2 separate regions of the Sus scrofa genome follow, and region 1 is linked to region 2. The links are chromatin contacts, called in public targeted proximity ligation maps. All regions are on one chromosome and are shown on one strand. The core of a region is the stretch at or near the end of the contact, and the rest is flanking DNA. Distances in the headings are between cores, read along the strand shown.

The links.
Region 1: a contact with region 2 is called in a targeted proximity ligation map of alveolar macrophages. A contact is called at or near these places in 1 of 47 Hi-C or Micro-C datasets (epiblast stem cells) and 1 of 2 datasets of targeted methods (alveolar macrophages).

Annotation. Positions count from the first base shown.
Region 1 is chr3:4,210,297-4,213,944 of Sscrofa11.1, reverse strand. The region is part of intron 13 of RNF216 (E3 ubiquitin-protein ligase RNF216); the gene reads left to right. Among named protein-coding and RNA genes, the nearest start is that of FSCN1, 78 kb to the right of the region's middle.
Region 2 is chr3:3,926,158-3,929,891 of Sscrofa11.1, reverse strand. All of the region lies in intron 20 of TNRC18 (trinucleotide repeat-containing gene 18 protein), which reads left to right. Among named protein-coding and RNA genes, the nearest start is that of TNRC18, 68 kb to the left of the region's middle.

The sequences.
Region 1 (3,648 bases), core at 1,010-3,509, 280 kb before region 2:
ACAGTCTCCTGATGCGTTAGGAGGAGCACGCGCACCTCTTCAGAAAGGGCCCCAGGCAGGGCGAGGACAGCTGCCGGACCCGAAGTGCGGCGGATGAGTGTGCAGACAGGACTGAACTCTCAGCCACAGTCGGGCTGTTTCCTTGATGCCAGTGCTGATCCCCCCGCTGGGCTTTAAGTGCAGACCCCTAACCCGACGCACGGACAGCACCGCATCCAGCTCACAGCCGTACACATTTATCCTCACTAGCATTAACAACCACTGAGTTAGCAACCGATATGTAAAATCTGATTCTGTGTAAAATCCCAGGTTTCTGGCTTCACATTTAAAGCCGAGGCAAACTGAATCTCACTTTGGCTTGGCGAATATTGGGCAGCATGATTCATTGTGGTTTGCTTGCAGTTTGCATTACCTGCTGCCCACACGGACATTTTGAGTTTGAGTTCCTGGTCTGCTCTAATCTCCTCTGAAAGTCAGGGACAGTGTCTTGTTCGTGGTTTTATTTCCACTTCCTAATACACCTTCTGGTTTATGTTTGTTGAAATAGATTTAATCACACTTAAGTATAACTATCTGTTGTTGGGTATTGACAAGAGAATGGAGGGAGAGGGATGCAAATTTACTCCAACATGTATTTTGGGAATTCTGGAACCCTCTCTTTACTCTCAGAAAATAATTCAGAATCCAATTCTCAACGAAATGGGTCAGTAGCATAAACTGTCTCCTCGTACTCTGAGCACTGCATTGGTTGACGGGGGCAGTGGTACATCCTAAGGCTGGTTGCTTTGCTCCTTTCTGTTAAGTTTAGCAAACAAGCTCTCCAGCGTGATCTTTCTGCAGCGTGAGATCATTTGATGTTACCATTAGTAAAGAGAGAAGTAACTGGCATAACTACAAGGTTAGTATTTCCCCAAAGTCAGCAGGTACTTAGAGGCCGCACTTCCAGGAAGCCACGTGTTCGTCTGAATGGAAAATAGATTGGGGGCACTCTCAGTTTTCAAGGACTTAGTCACAGTCCCACAGCCTATTCCTGTCTGTCCCCAAGAATGAGGACTTCGAGTCTCAGCATGTACAAAGGTCAGAGAGCAACAGTGCATGCACAGAGGGTCTGGACCTCTCCAGATCCACCCCCACCTGGTGTTTGATCACCGTTGAAGGCCACCCTATTAGTTGGCCAGGGCCACCATGACAAAGTCCTACGGACTGGCAGCTGGAACAACAGGCATTTATTTTCTCACAGTTCTGGAGGCTGGAAGTTCAGGATCAAGGTGTCGGCAACTCTGGCTTCTCGGGCCTCTCTCCCCAGCTGGCCGCCTCCTCCCTGCATCCTGACAAGGCCTTTCTGCTATGAATGCACCGCCTGGTGTCTCTCCTACATGTCCTGATACCCTCCTCCTCTAAGGACAGCATTTGGGCGGGCGCAAAGTCTACCCCAAGGGAGTTTCAACCTGGTCACCACTTTAAAGGCCTGTCTCTAAACAGAGTCACATTCCGAGGTACTGAGCATTAGGACATCTGAGTTTAGGAGGGAAAACAATTCAGTCCATAATGGCCACTGTTTAAAACAATGAAAAATAAAAATTAAAAAACCCTGTCTTTTTTAGCCTGTCTCTGTGAGTTGGGAAAGCCATATAAGACAGGAGTGGTCGTAATTGGGCTCACCACTGAGCCAAAGACATGCCTATTAGAGCTTAAGCAGATATGTCCCTGTGTATTTCCCGGCTATCCATCCTCCGTCTGGGCCCAGGGCAGTTGCAGCTAGGTAGAGCAAAGCTTGGGAAGCCTGGCAGAAGGCAGTGGCTTCTGGTGAGGTTTCATCCTATGGTCCATATGTTGTTGTTTGGAGCAGTTGCTGTAAGGAAGGAATTAAGGATGAAAAACAAAGATACTGGCAACACCAGGGCAGGCTACAACCCTGGCAGCTCTTTGTGGGGCCAGGTGTTCAGGGGATCACTGTAGGCCTTCTGGGGAGGGGGCATGAGTGGTGTGGTTTCCTACTGGGTAGACCTTCAGTGCTACCTTCCTGGGCTGGACTCTGCTTGCCTTCCAGGAAGGCCCTGATCAGGCTCCTTATACAGCCAGCAGGGTAGGTTCCTCCTGGGTAGGCCGCGTTAACTGGAACTGAGACTGGGGCTATGGATAAAGGCTGAAAGACAGCTTAAGAAAGATTCTAGAGGGAAGTCACATTTGCAACATACTGTGTTACAAGACCCATTTATAGCACTTAGTTGCACTTTTGCTTCCAAAGGTAACCTTTGGATTTTTGAACATGAGGAAAAGGAATGGAAAAGTGGAGGTGGGGTCAAGTGGTAAGGGTGCCCCATTGATTATTTTCTCCCTGAGCAAACACTTTTGATGGTGTTTGAGATAGTGATATCCTAAAGTTTGTGTTCTACTTGAGTGACTAACTGTACTGAAAATTTAAATCCAAGAATAAGCGAACAGGAAAATAAAGGCCCGTTTGTCCTTATCACCAATCACTTCAACACTCTCCCTGGTTCCAAATGTCTCTTCCTGGCAGCTTCCTCCACACAGCATCAGGCAAGTCCTGCCTCCTTCTCTGCACCAGCAAGCAGCCCTTACGGTCGGGCGAGTGCGTGCCCGGCACAGTGTATGTACAGTCCTGGAGACCCTGTGCCAGCATCGTTTGTTTACAAGGTGGTTTCCAAAATGCGTCGTTCACGGTCATGCTTTCAACAGCAGTGTTTGGAAAGGTCGAGAAGAAACTTCAGGTTTGGTTTACCAACGTGAGGAATTGGAGATTTCACTGCTAGCCCTTCCTGTCACTTTACTCTCTCTTACCTTTTGTCTCCTACTGTTGGACGCGTTGCTGACCTTTCGCTTGCAGCTGGGTGGAGTGATGGTTTCGTGAGCATCGAGTAGGTTCTGCCAGTCCCCGCAGCCGTGCGAAAGAGTGGATAGTGAGTAGAGTCAGCTTCCCTAAAAATTGCCAGTGGCCGAAACTGATCCACTGAAGACCCCAGATAGCCTGACTCTTTTCTCGTCTGAGTAGAGGTATCAAAAGGATCAGCAAAACCAAGACCTGTGTAAGAAGCAGCCAAGGCTTCTCAGACTCTCCTGTGCGTTGGACTCACGTAGTGATCTGATCAAAATACAACTCCGCTTAGTAAGTCTAGAGTGGAGCCTGATTTTCTGCATCGCTAACAGGCCCCCTGCCCCCCGCCACCGAAGGACAGTGCTGCACATCCTTTGAGAGGCGAGAAACTAGGTAACCATCCTCTGAGGAAACCATCCGTAGCCACTTCTCCGCTTTAAAGTGTTCTCTGATGTTGTTTATAGTATTATTCCCACAGAACAGAAATCACTGATTAGGAGTTCCCGTTGTGACTCAGCGGTAAGGAACTCGACTAGGATCGATGAGGATTCAGGTTCCATCCCTGGCCTTGCGCAGTGGGTTATGGATCCAGCGTGGCCATGAGCTGTGGTGTAAGTCGCAGATACGGCTCAGATCTGGCATTGCTGTGGCTCTGGTGTAGGCTGGCAACTGCAACTCTGATTCAACTCCAAGCCTGGAAATTTCCATATGCTGAGGGTGTGGCACTCAAAAAACAAAGAAAAAAAAAAATCATTGATTTAAACCAGACTGCTTATATGTCTAAGGGACAGGACTGGTTTTCAACTGGATAA
Region 2 (3,734 bases), core at 737-3,236:
AAAATAATTTTAAAAATTAAATGGATTTTTGGAGTTCCCGTTGTGGCGCAGGGGTGAACGAATCCGATTAGGAACCATGAGGTGGCGGGTTCGATCCCTGACCTTGCTCAGTGGGTTAAGGATCTGGCGTTGCCGTGAGCTGGGGTGTAGGTCGCAGACGCGGCTCGGATCCTGCGTTGCAAGCCGGCGGCTACAGCTCCAATTAGACTCCTAGCCTGGGAACCTCCATACGCCACAGGAGCGGCCCTAGAAAAGACAAAAAACAAAAACAAACAAAAATTAAATGGATTTTTTTTTAGATAAAGAAAGGAAAAGACCCTTGTGCATGTGGCCCTCCCTGGCTTCTTCCATCTCCCCAGCTCACTTCCAGGATGGACGTGATGTTTTAAGGAAGTGGGGTCATCTGCCCCTCCCCAAGCCCCCAGACGAGACACGTCTGTGTCTCCCTGTGTCTTCCACCTAGAATGGGCCGCATTCATTTTCCATCTGGCAAAATCCGAGGCTTCCTCTGGAGTCAGCCAGGGCGTCCCCGCAGCCCTCGCCCAGGGCCTCCGCATGCAGGCGGTGGGATGCGTTGCCCTTGTGCTGGCTCACACGTCTCCGGTAGAAACACGTGAGACGGGGATGCTCATTACGGTCCATGTACGTGGGGAGCTTTCAAACATAGGCAGGCCTGGCCCCACCTGAATGTCTGAAATTTGTGGGGTGAAGTCTTTATTTATTTATTTATTTATTTATTTATTTATTGTTTTTTTAGGGCCACACCCGCAGCACATGGAGGTTTCCCAGGCTAGGGGTCTAATTGGAGCTGTAGATAAAGCTTTACTCAGTCTGTTTCTTCTTATGTGAGCCCATTCCTTTTCAAGGCTGAATAATATTCCATTTGGTGGGTCTGCCACCTCTGGGCTGTGGTGAAAGATGCTGCTGTGAATATTCACATACATATTTTTATGTGGACACATTTTCAGCTCTCCTGGGTACAAATCTAGGTGAAGACAGCTGGGTCATTTGGGGTTTTTGTTTTCTCTTTTTTTCTTTTTCTAGGGCCACACCTGCGGCACATGGAGGTTCCCAGGCTGGGGGTCCAATCGGAACTGTAGCCGCCGGCCTACGCCACAGCCACAGCCACGCGGGATCTGAGCTGCATCTGCGACCTACACCACAGCTCACGGCAACGCCGGATCCTTAACCCACTGAGCGAGGCCAGGGATCGAACCCACAACGTCATGGTTCCTAGTCGGATTCGTTAACTGCGCCACGACGGGAACTCCCGGCTGGGTCATTTGGTAAGTGTGTTTAACCTTTGGGGGAACTGCTAAAGGATTTTCCAGAGTTCCTGCGTGCTTTCATATTCCCAGCAGCCGCGTATGAGAGCTCCAGTGTCTCCAAACCCTTCTCAATACCTGTTATTATCTGTCTCAATGATAGCTTTCCTCGTGGGTGTGCAGTAGTGTCTCGTTGAGGTTTTGGGAGTTCCCGTCATGGCGCAGTGGAAACAAATCTGACTGGGAACCATGAGGTTTCGGGTTCAATCCCTGGCCTCGTTCAGTGGGTTAAGGATCCAGCGTTGCCGTGAGCTATGATGTAGGTTGCAGATGCGGCTCGGATCTGATGTGGCTGTGGCTTAGGCCAGCAGCTGTAGCTTCAATTGGACCCCTAGCCTGGGAACCTCTATATGCCGTGGGTGCAGCCCTAAAAAGCAAAAAAAAAAAAAGGCATTGTCATTGTGGTCTTGATGTGCATTTCTCCAATAACTAGTGGTGTGGAGCATCCTTTCATGTGTTTTGTAGCCGTTTGTGTGTCATCTTCGGAGAAATGTATTTCTCTTTATTTATTTACTTTTAGGGCTGCACCTGTGGCACATGGAGGTTCCCAGGCCAGAGGCTGAATCAGAGCTACAGCTGTCAGCCTTCTCCACAGCCACAGCACACTGGATCCAAGCCACATCTGTGACCTACACCGCAGCATGTGGCAATGCTGGATCCTTAACCTATTGGGCGGGGCCAGGGATTGAACCCACATGGATACTAGTCATGTTCTTTTACCAGCTGAGTCACAGGGGGATGGATCTCCCAGAAATGTCTTTTTATTTTTTTTTTTAAGTTGGTTTTTAAAATTTTACTTTTTTTTTTTTTTTGGATATGGCCATACCTGCAGCATATGGAAGTTCCCAGGGAGGTGGGGGTTGAATTGGATCTACCGCTGCTGGCCTGTGCCACAGCAGTGCCTGATCTGAGCCGTGTCAGCAGTCTTTGCCACAGCTCATGGCAACGCTGGATCCTTCGCCAACTGAGGAAGGCTAGGGATCGAACCTGTGTCCTCATGGATACTAGCTGGATTCATTACTGCTGAGCCATGACAGGAACTCCCCGCAATTTTATTTTTGAAAAATGTATTTATTTTTTGGCCCCACCTGTAGCATGTGAAAGTCCTTGGGCCACGGCTTGGATCTGAGCTGTTGTTTTAACCTACACCACAGCTGCAGCAATGCCAGATGCCTGGCCTGGGATCAAACCTGTACCACCACAGAGACGATGCCAGATCCTTAACCTGCTGTGCCACAATAGGAACTTCCCTTTACTCATTTTCAAATTGTGTTATTTGTGGTTTTGTTGTTTGGCGGGAGTTTTTATTTATTCTAGCTACAGATCTCTCAACAGATAGATGGTTTGCAAGTATTTTCTCCCGTTCTGTGAGTTGTGTATTTCACTTACTTGATAGTGTTTGAAACAACACATTTATAATTTTGATGAAGTCTGGTTTATTTCTTCTGATGTCACCTGTACTGCTGGTGTTGTGTATAAGAAAGTATTGCCTGATATAAAGTCACAAAGATGTAGTCCCATTTTCTTCTAAGAGTTCTGTCGTTTGAGACTTACATTCAGGTTTGTGATCCATTTCGAGTTAATTCTGTGTGTGTGGACTGACAGAGGGGTCTTTTGCACACGGACACCCAGTTGCCCCAGGAGCATGTGTTGAGGAGTCTGTTCTTTCCCCAGGAGTGCTCTGGGTGCCCTTGCCAAAAATCAGTAGACCAACTGAAAATGGATATAAAGGATTCTTTCTGGACCCACAGTTCTATCGTACTGATCTGTGCGTCCTCATGCCAGTGCGACCCTGTCACTGCTACGAGATGACAGTGGGAGCTGTTGAAGGCGGCTTTGCCGTCGGGGAGTGCGAGTCCTCCGTCTTTGTTGTCTCTTTCCAGGATCGGTGCTTCAGAGTCCCTTGCATTTCCGTGTGGACAGGAGGGTCAGTCTGTCCCTTTCTGTGAAAAGAGCCCCCAGCTAGGATTCTGATAAGAATCGTGTTGAATTGGTAGGTCACGTTGGGGAGTGTTGACAGCTCAACCAAATCAATTTCTCAATCCAGGAACATTGAATGTCTTTCCATTTATTTGGGTCTTTCGTTTCTTTCAAAACAATGTAGTTTTTGTTGTGTAAGTCTTACACGTCTTTTGTTAAATTTAGTCCTAGGTAATTACTCTTTTTGATGCTATTATAAATGGAATTCTATTCATTTTTGGAGTGTTCGTTGTTGACGTATAGAAATACAATTGATTAATGTTTTATTAATTTTTCTTTTATACTGGAGTACAGCTGATTTAAAATGTGTTAGTTGCAGGTGTACAGCAAAGTGATTTGGTTATACATATGCATATATCAACTCTTTTTTTTTTTTTTTTTTTTTTTTTTTTTTTGTCTTTTTGCCATTTCTTGAGCTACTCCCGCGGC